Linked DNA regions of Mustela erminea: region 1 is linked to region 2. Evidence: chromatin contacts called from public Hi-C data. All regions are on one chromosome and are shown on one strand. The core of a region is the stretch at or near the end of the contact, and the rest is flanking DNA. Distances in the headings are between cores, read along the strand shown. Region 1 holds the start of GTF2A1 (transcription initiation factor IIA subunit 1). Region 2 holds the start of SEL1L (protein sel-1 homolog 1).

Region 1 (6,656 bases), core at 2,257-4,756, 260 kb before region 2:
AGGCAAGAAGTTTGCATGTCAGTATGATAGAACTAGTGCTATCTTGTTATAAATCCTAACCATTATCTCACACAATTAAGGTTATCATCCTTTTTCCTTTAATGTTTGTTATTATTTGTGTTTTATAACCTGCTTAAAGTAAGAATTACTGGTTCCCCAATAAAACCAAGGGTTTGCTCTCATAACCAAACCTCAAACAGAAATGCTTCACTAGCATCTCTTTCAGAAACATTGTTATCACAGGAGAACCATCTAAGAAAATGCGTTTCTTGCACTGCCAAAACTACAAATAACGAGTTCCTCTGTATAACTTACCTCAACCATTAAAATCTGTTCCTTTTCATCACAACCAGAAAAACAATTCATATACCTGGGTTCTGACCTTTGCTATTCCACACACTAACCTACTTTATTTTACCAAATTAACCTCTGTAAACTATTAAGTTATTCATGTGCAAATGTGGAACTCTATAGGATCTCAATTTTAACATTCTGATTCTATATATAAGGAAATTGTCACTGACTATAGGTATCACTTTATCTATGCAGATTTAACCACTGAATTACAAAAATAACATTTAAAAAGTGGCTTTTTAAAGCCAATAATGATCCTTAAAGCACTATTAAGGTGACGGTATAATTTTAAGTTTGTTACTATAAATCTTAAGTTGATGATATAAATTTTTTTTTTCAGCAAACTGGACAGTTGGTGTTTTATGAAGTCAATCACTCCTAAAAATCTGCAGCTTGGAGATCCAGAGATTTACAGGTACAAAACTTGCTTTCTTCTGGCACTCCCTACTTAATGAATTTATATTGTTTTAGGATTTTGCTTATGCACCTTAGTTAAGTTACAACTTGACCATTTAGCGGATTCATAAAAGCACCATAAAGGGAAATGTGTATTCTTCATGACATACACATGCAAAGAACAATTTAGCAGAATTCTTCCGAAGTTGATAAGCCCCCATAATACTGATGAATGGGGGATGTAGGGACTATCTGAATAAGCAATTTCCAAGTTATTATTTAAAATACTAAACCTTACTTGAGCCAAAGTTTTTGCCTTTTACAAAATACAAAGTATTTTAGGTTTGTCCTGGTTTTCAAAACACAGACATTCCAAACTGGTAAATTAAAGAACCATGACTGTCACTACCTAATGACTATTTAGAAGGTTCCTTTCAAAAGTGTTAGTTCCCTGAGGGAACACTGGAAAATAAATCAGATTAACATCCATCTAGAATATTAATATCCAATGAAATAAACTGCCAACTTACAATTTTAATTTTTTTAAGATCCAGTTTGCACTACGCCTCCTCACTCTCATTACTCACAATTCGTCTGTACATAAGTGTACTATAGAGATAAGGTCCTATGCTGAGGCTTTAAACACTTGAATATTCTTCAAAAAGCTTTGTGTCTCCAACATTTATTACAGAAAAAAGGCGTATTAGAAGCTTTACTTCTAACATATTTTCTGAATACTTGAAGAACAGAACACTACCAAAAGTCAAGTACCCTTCAGCTAACAGTTAATGTAGGAAGCATTTTTTTTTTAATTCCCGACAATAACGCATTTTCCAATACAAAAACGATTAGACATCTGAGCTACAGTTCTGTTTAAAAGCAAAAATAAAAAGAAGGGCCAGCAATTTTATTTTCCCCTAACAAAGACAGGAAACCCTAACTACTGCTTCAAAACAACCACCACCAACTTGGGAGGCTGAAAGCGGCCCTGTCGGGTGCGAAATTACAGTGCAAGCAGAGGACCTAGAAATAAACTGAGCTCTGCACACTCCTGCCTCTCGCCTCGGGAGCACGCACCTCCCAGCCCCGCTCTCAGCAGCTCTCACTATTTAAAGCCGGATCTAGTGTTTAAATGGAGAGGCGGTGACGTAGGCCTGAAAAGCACCTTCCCATCCTGGCAGAGTCTATATTAGAGAGCGGCAATGGCTCTATATAAACAGGGCAGCCAAAGGGAGGAGGACCACAAAGCTCAGGGACTGAAAAGCAGGGTAAGCGGCCGCAGCCATGATGGATCGACCCGAGTCGCCAACGGTACGGAGTCGGGCGGCCGCGGGCTTATCCGCGGCGTTTGGGACCGGGCAAAAACGTGTTTTATTGTCAGAACAAAAATAAGAGTGGGGTGGACTAGTGATCACATTGCGTTGGTGACTGACAAGGTTATTTATGTGACTGCTTTTTGCAAACCTACGTGATCGCAAGTAACCAAAAAGGGACTAATGGGGAGAAGTAGGCAAATTTCAAGGCGAAAGCAGGGGCACTTTGACCACTGTAAGCTTTTTCTTTTTGTTGCTTTGGTGCTTTTGCTAGTGGAAGATACGATGGGGGTTTTGCTTCCCCTTCGCCATTTTACCGATTCGGAAGGAACCGAGATAAGTGCTTTTCAACCTTAGTCCTTTTTTTTTTTTTTTTAAAGAAACATAAAATGGCCCCAGTGAAGGCTCCCTAAGCACAACCGCCAGAAACACCCCAAGTGACCCCCAAAGTAGCCGTTCACCTTCCACTGCATTGAAGTGGACCACAGCGGGTCTTGGGGACTTGCCTAATTCCCCAGACGCGGTTTTTGTTTTGAGGCTGCTCGGGGTGGCCCTTCTCGAGCCGGCGCGACCCGGCCCGCTTCAGGGTGGGGGAAGAGGTGGCTTCCCGCCCACCCTCCCACCCGGCGGCCGGGGTCTGGGACCCGGGCCGCGCGCTCGCCCCGGCCCAACGGCCTCTGCGGCCCGGACCGCCCCGCGGCGGCCCCAGGCCCAGCCGGCGCCCCCGCCCTCCCGCCGCCGCCGTCGCCGCCGCCGCGAGCCCGAGGCGCCCCCCCGCGCCCGCCGCCCCGGCCCGCTCCGCCCGAGGCGGGAAGCGGCGGCGGCGGCGGCCGCGCGGGCGGCTGAGGAGAGTAGAGGCCGGGAGTCGCCGCCGTCCCCGCCCCCGCCCGTTCCGGCCGTTGCTGCCGCCTGGACGAAGCCCCCGCCGGCCACCAAACCACGTCCTTACCACGGTGTTTGTATTTGTCGAGTTCGCCATTTCCACACACAACACAAACAAGAGGGGGGCAAGCCCGAGAAAACAAGAGAAAAACAAAACCAAAAAAGAAAAAAGAAAACCAAAACACCCGGAGGGTGGCCCAAGCCACCGCAAGATTGGGGGTAAAAATTTCAAACAAAATCGAATCCTGAAAGAGTAGAGGGGAGCGGTGAGAGGAGGAGGAGGAGGGGGGCAGTCCTCCCAGAGCTAAAAACCTCGAGAATCGCCCTTAAAAAAAAGCCACGACCCTTTTGGGGTCCAGGGGGCGTTGCCCGCTCCCCACCCCGCGCCAAGGAGGGAAACCACCACCGGTCGCCGCTCCCCGCGCCGCCGCTGCCGCCACCGGCTGCAGCTCCAGCCGTCCGGTCCGCCCGCTTCTCCCCTTTATATAGTGAGCCAAGGAGCTGCCGCCGCCGCTGCCGCCGCCGCCGAGAGACAGGGCGGAGGGGGAGGGAGGGGCGGAAAGGGCGGGGGCAGAGGTGGGCGGGGTTGAGCGCGAGACACCGCGAGAGCCGCCTGCGCAGGCGCGCCGGGGCGGAGGCCGCCGTGGGCCGCGGCGTCACGCGCCGTGGAGGGTGCTGGGCGGGCGGAGCCAGGGAACTGGAGTAGTTCTGTCCGCTTGCCGACTCCCCAAGTCTCGCGTGATCACGTGGTTGCCAGCCAGGCGGAAGTGTTCCACAGCTCTTTTAGGGTGAGGGACTTGCAAAGCACTGCTGGAGAAGACGTGAGTTCTGGTGACGCTGGAGTCCAGAGTTACCTGGGACCGACTCTTGTCAGGTGTTTCTGCATCTCCCTGAGCTGGAGAAGCTAGGAAATATGGAAGGGGTGGTGGCAGCTGCCACGCTAGCAATGGCTGCAGAGGACCTGTCACGTGTTCCCGCTTCCGGCCCCGGGAGTGCTCGGACTCCGGGCAGAGTTTTAAATGCGGAGTCATCTCAGGGCTTGAGTTAGTGATTCCAAGCTCTGAGGCTTCCGTTCGTCTCCTGAAAGGTGGGCCTTTCCCCTGCAAAATTGTATGCGTCTTCCTGAAGGGGAAGAAATCTGATTTGGGCCCACTGTTAACATATTTCAGGATTAGTAACCCCCTGAACTGGCTGAGTTGTCTCCCCAGTACAGCTAAAAGTCTCTGGGCTCAAGTTTCCCAAGTTTCGGCCATCTACTAGCCTACTAGTACTTTAAGTGACTTACAACGGTGGTGGGAATGCCAAACAAAACAAAACGAAGCAAAATACGAGCTACCGGATTATGACAGCACGATAACGTTCCCCGCCACCACCACCTCTTTTTAATACTGCCAAAATTCTGTAACCATATGTCCTGCGTGTATTGACTAACATCTGAAATACTTCCCCTTGACCCACCAACTCTCGTGGCCTCTCGCTGCGAGAGAGCTGGCAAAAAAAGTCCATGTCTTGAAGTATAAATCAAAAGGCGTTTGACTTGCTCTGCTCGGGCAAATCCCGCCTTTATGGCAACATTTCACGCGGAACAGAGAATGCTCTGTTTAGAAGGTAGAACTCACAGTACCTAATTCTCTTGTCCCTAGGAATTTTGAGAAACATGGAATGTAGTCTGAACAAGTGAGGGAGTTTATCCTCATAAAGCAAAACGAAATGAAGCTGGATGCAGCTGAGAGCATATTTGAAAAATATCAAAGACAACGTACCAGAGAGAGGAAAAAGATGCAACCTGCCAGGACCTGAAGGAAGAAATTAGAGAAAGCAGAAGCCGTTAAGACTCAGAAAATGGGAAGTTGTGGGTATGCTTGTGATGGGCATAGAGAATATCAATTTTGAGATTTCTTTTAACACCACCTGCCTTAAATGAGTTGCATTTCAGTTCCCTGCACAGCTTCCTGAGTGAAGGCACTTAAAAAGCCGTCCTAGAAAATCTTAGTGCTCTTGATACATAAAAATTGGATTCTATCACCTTTTGTAATTCTTTTAATATTCAGGTGACCATTAGCCGGAAAAGTTGTACTAAACAGTACCACTACTGGTAAATTTCATCACTAATTAGGACTTCTTTTTACCTCTTTATGTATGCATACTACCAACTATTTGCACTTGGAATCACTCACCTTCCACGTCATTTTCTTCTCTCACCACTTGATAGTCTTAACTAAATGATAAAATGTTTTGCCATCAGTTACGATAAAGACCACTGCATACAAAACATGGGTTTGAATGTATGAGATTTATTCTCCACAGACTTATTCCAATGGGATTAGTCACCATTTTGCTCTGATTGAACCTGATCTATGAAGTAACAAAATACAGTTACTGGATTAAAAAGACAGAAAACCCCGTCCTGGACTCCTTAAGATCTTCCTACTTCTTAGAGGCTCTGAGATGGCCTCTGTTTGTACATACTTTAAATTGCAACAGTGCTGAAGCACTTAACTAATATTAAACCAGAGCTCTTCCCTTCTCTTTTCATTGTGCCTGGATTCCATTCCAATTTAGTTTTCCGTTCCTCATTTAGTTGTAATATGTTGTAATATGCCTTCAATCACTACATATGTGGGCCAGCCATCTTAGTTACAGAAAGAGACATTACCTGATCTTGCACCAAAATAGTGGGTCTGGATAATTTGGAGACTACAGCTGTTTAATTCACAAAACTGGAAATCTGTGAATAGAAAGCTCCTCCCATGTAAGACTAGATTTAGCATTATATTTAAATTGTTTTTATCTGAACTTTTTCTTGGGGAAGGGTAGCTTGAATAACTTTTCTAATTTTAGCTGTTCCTTGTACCATGTATGAATCATGAATCATTTTACTGCATATTCAGTTTACAAACTCATACTTGGTAACAGCCATATACTTAAACAGATAGATACTTATAGTGCTCTCTTTCTTTGTAATGCATCTTTTAGTTATTTATTTTTTTACTTCAAAGTGATTTGTACTGGACGATAGCAAGTTACTTCTTCCTTTTAATGCTAATATTCTGCCTAAACACTGAATAATTGCTAAACAAAAGAAGCAATGGAAAAATTTAGTGCTTAAATTTTAATATACCATAAACAAAATGACACCAAACCTTATATGTCCAAACAGTAAAATGTTCTGCTCTGCAAATGACTATTTTAGCAACAATCCCAAGAGAGAAAAAAAAAAAAATCTAAAAAGACTGCTCATGGAAATTAGCTTGAACTAAAATCTCATTATGTAACTTACCTTCAGTTTCCATGTTCTTAAATAATAGATAGATAGATAGATAGATAGATCAATAAAGGTAATTATCTGGTGTCTTTAGGAAGCATGCAGCCCTAGTAGTATTGGGCACTTTGGGAGAACACTGAAGTGAAGAGGGAAGATCTTGTAATTCAAGTCTACCAATCCTAGTGAAAGTCCCTATTGTATAGTGCATAGTTATAGCATTCATTCAATATATTAAAAGCACTGATGTTTTTCAGAACTAACAAAAAGAAATATATTCAGAATTCATATATTTTTAGGTCTTTATAAAAGCAAAACAAAAAACACCTGTTGATTTCCATATGCACTGATGTATAATGCAGTGTATAAAAAGAAATTACTAGCCACACCAATGACTTTATACATATGAGGAGATTTTTTTAATTATTTTTTTTCACCATTCTCTTCCT
Region 2 (6,848 bases), core at 2,720-5,219:
GGAAGAGAAGGGTATAGCATGCATTATCCCACAGTACCTATAACATTTAGGTAGTGATGGTACTTAATTAACAATCATCCTTCATGCTAACTTCTTCACAGGTTTTACCCAAAGCCCGAATTCTAACACATGGTTCAAATTCCATTCTCAGCAACATATGGATAAAGGAAAAAAAATTCATCTCTACCATATATCAAAGTTGTATGAGTGGATATGTTTAAGTAATCACAAACATTAACTAGTTAATGTATCAAGAGCAGACATTAATTGTGTAAATGTATATATCCCCAAACTTTAAATAAGCCAGAGCTCTTAAATTACTAATCACTAAATCATGAAATTTAGTGCCTTCTCACAACAGGTCACATATGCAGCAAATAAGTATATAATACAGATACCTATAAGTAAACTTAAAGACATGTACATTTGAGATACTACAAGCTATTACACATTGAAGTAGCAAAATGTGTTTTTAAACTCCGGGAGTCATTGAAACCTGTGACATCAGGGTTATTTCACATGAATTGCATCATGCTTCTGTCTCTCTTCTCTTCAAACTAGCAATAGGTACTAAGGTTACTAGTAAATAAGAGAAGTCTTTCTCATTTACTAAATGGGAAAGTCTACTCCAGATGGTAGTCTTAAAGCATAAGCTATTTTCTCTCTCAAAGTGATATATCTATTCACATAACACTTTTATAGAAGTTGCTTATAATCTAGAAACTTCTGATATGTATTAGTAAGGTAACAAAGACACTTAAGTTATGCATAAACAAAAATAATAACACTTTTAGCGGAACACAAACATCAAGAAAAAAATGCAAAAGAGTTCAATGAAGAGTTACAGATTTCTCATTCAACAGTATCACATCCAGAATATAAAGGTTTACATTACTTTAGAATTGTACACTTTCCTTTGAAAAAGACCGATTTTCATCTTTATTATATCCGCCAACCAAACAGCAAAAAGTACTGGGGATATTCTTTCAGGGAAAAGTAATTATCATAAATTCATTTTCCAACTTGTCATGTAAACTAAACAGACTGATAGATCTTCAAACACAGAAGTCCTAAGAGTTTGGTGAAAAGAGAGCAGACATCTGCTCTCTGCTTACCACGGAATCTGTGCAGATCCTACAATACTCCTGATTTTTAACTACTCCAAAATAGAGGCCTGGAGAGCTAAGTTCAAAACCTCACTTCATTACATATTAATTTTATACACGTGGTTCAAAATAGCAAGCTTGGTCAGCCTCTTTCTCAACCTGTCAAAAGAGAATAATACCATCTGTCCTGTTGACTCACAATAATGTTTTAGGGAAGAAAAGAATAATGAAATTAAACGTCTGCAATCTGAAACTTACTCTTTGAATATCTAATAGAACTATTACCTGGAATACTTAGTGGTGAACCTGATTTAAAAGATTCTGTAACACTGGCACAAAGGGAGAAAAAAGAAAAAGCGAACCATTTATCTTTTCCTGCTGAAAATAAGAAAACAAGTATTTCTAAGTGAGAAAACATATAGCATTTTCTAATACTGAGAAAATGGAGAAATTTCTTTTTAACCTTCTCCTTTATTTATTCACAGGAAAAAAGTATTTTGAATAAAAATGTCATATTTTTATATGTCTTTAAAACAAGATATGAAATAACAGCTACTAACAGTGATAGGATCAAGATTTCCTTTGTTGGCTGATTATACTGGTAAATATGCAACTTGCTTTGGTAACCAGTAACATTCAAACTTTAAATCCACACAGAATTATGGCCCAAGGCTTGATTTTTAAATAGGAACAAATCTTTAATAATGAGGCTGACTTCCTATATACATAAGCAATTTAATGAATAAGAAAGTCAACTGAAAATCCATGTACTCAATTTCTAAAACTTCACCTCACACAAGTGTTTTACTATAATTGCACTTGAGCGCAGTAGTGCCTTTATTACCGGTCAGCACATCTCTGTTGCTTTAGTTCTGGCTAAGTATGGATTCTGGCTCCGCCAGAGAAATGCCCTGGCACAGGTGAACTACGATGGAAATCCGAGCAGACATTTTTGAACCCAGTTCTCTGCTTACATCAACACAATCCAAAGATTTAACACTTCAGTATGAGTAATCTATTATAACATCCCGAGAATCCCTATTGTTGATTAAATGACTTCTTCAAGTACCATTTCCACTGACGTGAAGCTCTTAACGCATATGAAATCTAGTTAACAGAATATGCAGGAAAATGTTTGTAGGGCTTTAATTTCCTTTAAATTCTGCAAACTTAATTCAGAGGAATACTCACCGTGTTCTTTTACTAGTCGTTCTTACGCGTTAGTGTGAAGAATTATTTGTGAAGCTTGTTTAACTACAGATACCCCAACCTGCTCCATACCTAAAACTGCATGTTTAACAAACTCCTACGAGGACTTCTGATGCCAAGTGGTCTATGGCCCATCAGGTACTCTATCGATTATACTCAACAGTTTATTTCATATTTCCTGTGGCCAAATAATTGTTAGCAGGGCTTCAAGAGTCAGGTAGTTTTGGAGATTTGGTCATGAATACAAACCATTACTAAAAAGGGGGAAGGCATGATGTTGGCAGTAAAGTAACTAGCATATGCTTGTTGCTTTTGAAGTGGTATCTCAAACCACAATATGGATAGAATTTTAGGTTTAGACCTCTTATTTTAGAAACAGAATGACGTTATGGCATTGACTTACAACTAGGACAGATAATTTGGGGATTCAAATAACCATCTGGGAAATTTTCTGTTGGAAAAAAAAAAAAAAAGTTGACATTTATACCCTGCCTTGTTCCAAAAAAATTTAAAGCCACAGAACAGCTGTTTTGTTAACTAAACTGATTAAAATCCAAAAGCTTTATTGTACTAATTTGTTGCTTTACCAACATTTAGAAACACTAAGTGCTTCTTTATCAACACTCCCAAAACAGAAGTTTTCAGATGTAGGCAGACCGAACTATTAAGAAAGAAAAATACATCTCAGAACCCTAGTATTAAGCCGCTAACTGGAAAATCAACTCAAAAGCGCATGAATTTTTATATCTACACAAAACATGAAAATCAGGTGCTATATACATTTTAAATTTACAGGGACCAAGATTTCCTTAAAAAAAAAAATCACAAAGTTGCTGTCAACAAACATGGGGCAACTCAGAAACACGGTGACAGAGATCAACACCACTTTCTCGAGAATATCTCCCTAAAAAGGGATTGAGCGTGGACACAGTTCCATCAAAAGTCTTCATTTTAAAACAGACCAGGAGATAAGGGGCACCTCAGGTGCTCAGCAATCCACCAAAACCACTGTCAACATCCTGGTTTTGATGGACCCGGCTCTGCTCAGTGATAACCCCAGGTGGGTCAACTACTTAACTTACAAATCCCAAGCACATAATCTGTCCGAGAGTTGAGGAAGTTCCAGGAAGGCTCAGGTGTCACTGTGGCGCTAAGCCAGCGCTCGGGATTTATTCCCCAAGAGTCAATTCCTCACTCGCGAAGAGTCGCGTAAAGTTTGTTAAGGGAGGAGAGGTGTGGGCAGGGGGACCGCCCCTTCCCTTCCTCCCCTCTCTAGCTCCCTAAACACCCCCTCTCTCCCAGGCCAGCCAAAGCCCGAGGAGTGACAGCAAGAGGCTCGTGCGAAGTGTGACCAGAGAGAGTGGAGCCTCCAGCTTGAGCCCCCACGGCCCTGCCCCGGGATGGAGGCCGGGGGGGCGGTGGCTCCCGGCCTCCAGTCCGAGGGGGCGGATACTGACCCGAGGACGCCGAGGCCGAGCCCAGCAGCACAGCACAGAGCAGCAGCGTCAGCCCAACTCGGACCCGCATCCTGCTCCCGCGGCCGCTGCCACCCCCTGGAGCTGTCGCTTTCGCCTCTGCCACCACCGACTCAGCTACCGCCGCCGCCTCGCCGCTGCTCTTCCTGCTCTGGTCTCCTTCCTCCGCCCCTTCCCAGGCCTCCCTGCCCTAGAGCGGAGCCAATCCCCGCCCGCCGCCTCGGGCTCTGTGCCCAATCGCCGCAGTCTTCCCGCCCACCCTATTGCCCCGCCCCCGGGGTCATACATTGACCAATAATTTTGCGAGATTCCCACACCGGCTTTCCTGATTGGACCACGGCCTCACGACATGGCCCCAGCTAATTGGTAGATCCTGAGTTCAACCATCCCGGAATCAGGGCGTGAGTCCAGGGCCGGGAAGAAAAGAAAGTCACCCAGGACTACAATTCCCACAATACATTTCATGGGCTTTTTTCGAAGTGTGCGCTCGGAAAACGTATCCCATTATGGAGCAAGATTTAAAAGTGCAGGTGGGTGTTGAAACTAAGAGAACTTACTGAGTAACATCTGCGCTAGACGTTAGCTCAAGGCCACGAGCCCACAGGGTGTTTTGTTTGTTTGTTTGTTTGTTTGAGCCAGCATATGTAACAAGAAACCCACGTTATAAGGTTAAGCGTTTGTAATGTGTTAAGCTGTTCTTCCTCTTTGTTTTATTTAGAAAATTTGAATTGGACACATCTGAGAGTTAACTTAGGAAAAGTACAACAGCTAGACCGAGTTCGAAATATTTTCTTGAACTTAGATAAAACAGTGCCATATATAGGGAAACCGGGATGGAACTCACTACCCCTCTTCCTTTCCCTGACAAAACAAATGGAAAGAAACCCCATTCAGTGCAGATCATGTCAATGTTAGTATTCATTTTTAGGGGGGCCACCGGGTAATAATCATCTGGAAAACGTGCTAACAGCCTTTGCAAAAAGGCTTTCAAACCCTTGTCCTTATCCCTCTCTTTTTTGTGAGTTATACTGTTTTCTTCCTCCTGAGTTCCGGAGGCTGGAGTGGTGTATTTGGAGACAAAGGTGAGGGTGATCGCATTGCAGACGACGAAATAGTCTTGTGTATCAAGTACCAACTCCAGGCATGTTCCCACTGGGTAGCAGGGCAGTAGCTTGTGTTCCTGCCCATTCATCAAATTGTGTCATTCTGTTTTCCCTAGCATCCACCCACCATCAGCTTGGTCCTGGAACCGAGCTGAACTCAGTCCTCAGCTCCCTTGAGGTCAGGTTTCTGGACAAGTCCACCCTAGCCACATATCTTAATACCTCCAGGCATTTTTTTTCCCAATTATTTATTTATTATTTTATTTTAAAAATTTTAAAGATTTTATTTATTTATTTATTTGGCAGGTAGAGATCACAAGTAGGCAGAGAGAGAGGAGGAAGCAGGCTCCCCGCTGAGGAGAGAACCCGCTGCGGAACTCCATCCCGGGACCCCGGGATCATGACCTGAGCCGAAGGCAGCGGCTTAACCCACTGAGCCACCCAGGCACCCTATTTTTTATTTTTTACTTTTATTTTATTATTATTTTTTTATTTGACAGACAGAGATCACAAGTAGGCAGAGAGGCAGGTGAAAGGGGGAAGCAGGCTCCCTGCTGAGCAGAGAGCCGGATGCAGGGCTTGATCCCAGAACTCTGGGATCATGACCTGAGCCGAAGGCAGAGGCCCTAACCTAGTGAGCCACCGAGGCGCCCTTCCATTTTTTTTTTTTTTAAATAAAAATCCTCTTTTCCAGGATAAGGATAAAAAACTGTTAATTCAGACCCCCCCCTCCAAAAAGAAAAAACAAACGAAAATACTAACTGCTGTTCCACATTCACATCAGAGGAGATGAAGGAAATTATTGTCCTGTTACTCTCTTGTTACCTCCTTGGTACTGATCTCTGTTTCTGTTACTAACAATGTTTCCTCAGAGTTCCTCTGATTTTAAATCATAGAGTAAATTCTGGTATATTTTCCTCCCCTTTTCATCTTATCAATCATCACATCCTAACAATGTGAGCTATGTAATTACTGTTTTATTATTATTATTTTTTAAAGATTTTGTTTTTTAAGCAATCTCTACACCCAGCATGGGGCCCAAATTCACAACCCCGAGATTAAGAGCTGCATGTTCGGGGCACCTGGATGGCTCATCGGTTAAGTGTCTGCCTTGGGCTTAGATCATGATCATGGGGTCCTGGGATGGAGCCTCAAGTCAGGCTCTCTACTCAGCGGGGAGTCTGTTTCTCCCTCTCCCTCTGCCACTCCTGCTTATATTCTCTCTCTCTGTCAAATAAGTAGGTAAAATCTTAACAAAGAAAAAGAAAAACAAACAAACAAAAAAAGAGTTACATGCTCTACTGGCTGAGCCAGCCAGCTGCCCTTGTCATTGTGACCATTTTTGTCTTTCTCACTGAAAACTTCCCTGCTGGGGGTCTCACTTTCCCTTACCTGCCTGGTGCACCCGAGTTCTAGCAATATTCACCCACATCACTCTCTCTTCACTTTCAAGGCAACCACATAGAGCCAGATTAATTTTGCTTTTAAAAGTAAACTTCAATTCAATTCAAATTAAATTAAAATTCCTATTTAAAAATTTTCAATGACTGCCTTTGTCATAGAATCAAAAAATGTTTGAAACCCTACTGACAAAACAGGAACTTGGGCTGGCAGTTATACTTTCTTGGGGAAATGTCTGCCTTCCACAAGAGAAGCAGTTATGATCTGATTGATAGACTAGGGAATGTTCACTGCTTGGGACTTAGCTTCCCTTTTCATCCTTTTCTTTCCGAAGTGCTTCTTAAATTTAAGGCCCCATGCTAAGTGCTGCATGAACACATTTCTGATTTCCACATGAACAAACTCTTGTCATAGGCTCCTTTACCCTCTCCCTACTGCCCTTGCTTCTTTCGAACCACAACCATGGCATCATTCCCGCTTTCACTTGTGTTTCATCTTGGCTCAGGCTCTTCTCTGACTAGGCTGGTTCTCATTACTCTTTATTTCTTTAAGTA

The links. A called contact is a pair of places that touch in the nucleus more often than the background predicts.
Region 1: a contact with region 2 is called in a Hi-C map of spleen, with 4 times the contacts expected there. The contact joins the promoter of GTF2A1 here to the promoter of SEL1L in region 2. A contact is called at or near these places in 2 of 3 Hi-C or Micro-C datasets (skeletal muscle and spleen).

The regions. Positions count from the first base shown.
Region 1 is chr5:126,567,772-126,574,427 of mMusErm1.Pri, reverse strand. It overlaps GTF2A1 (transcription initiation factor IIA subunit 1), which reads right to left and starts at 3,506. Exons shown (of 9, transcript XM_032344782.1): 1 at 3,013-3,506. The coding sequence starts at 3,042. It overlaps LOC116591670 (a long non-coding RNA gene), which reads left to right and starts at 1,915. Exons shown (of 2, transcript XR_004286103.1): 1 at 1,915-2,061; 2 at 4,589-6,594.
Region 2 is chr5:126,309,288-126,316,135 of mMusErm1.Pri, reverse strand. It overlaps SEL1L (protein sel-1 homolog 1), which reads right to left and starts at 3,969. Exons shown (of 21, transcript XM_032344778.1): 1 at 3,773-3,969. The coding sequence starts at 3,842. It overlaps LOC116591665 (a long non-coding RNA gene), which reads left to right and starts at 4,174. Exons shown (of 6, transcript XR_004286099.1): 1 at 4,174-4,320.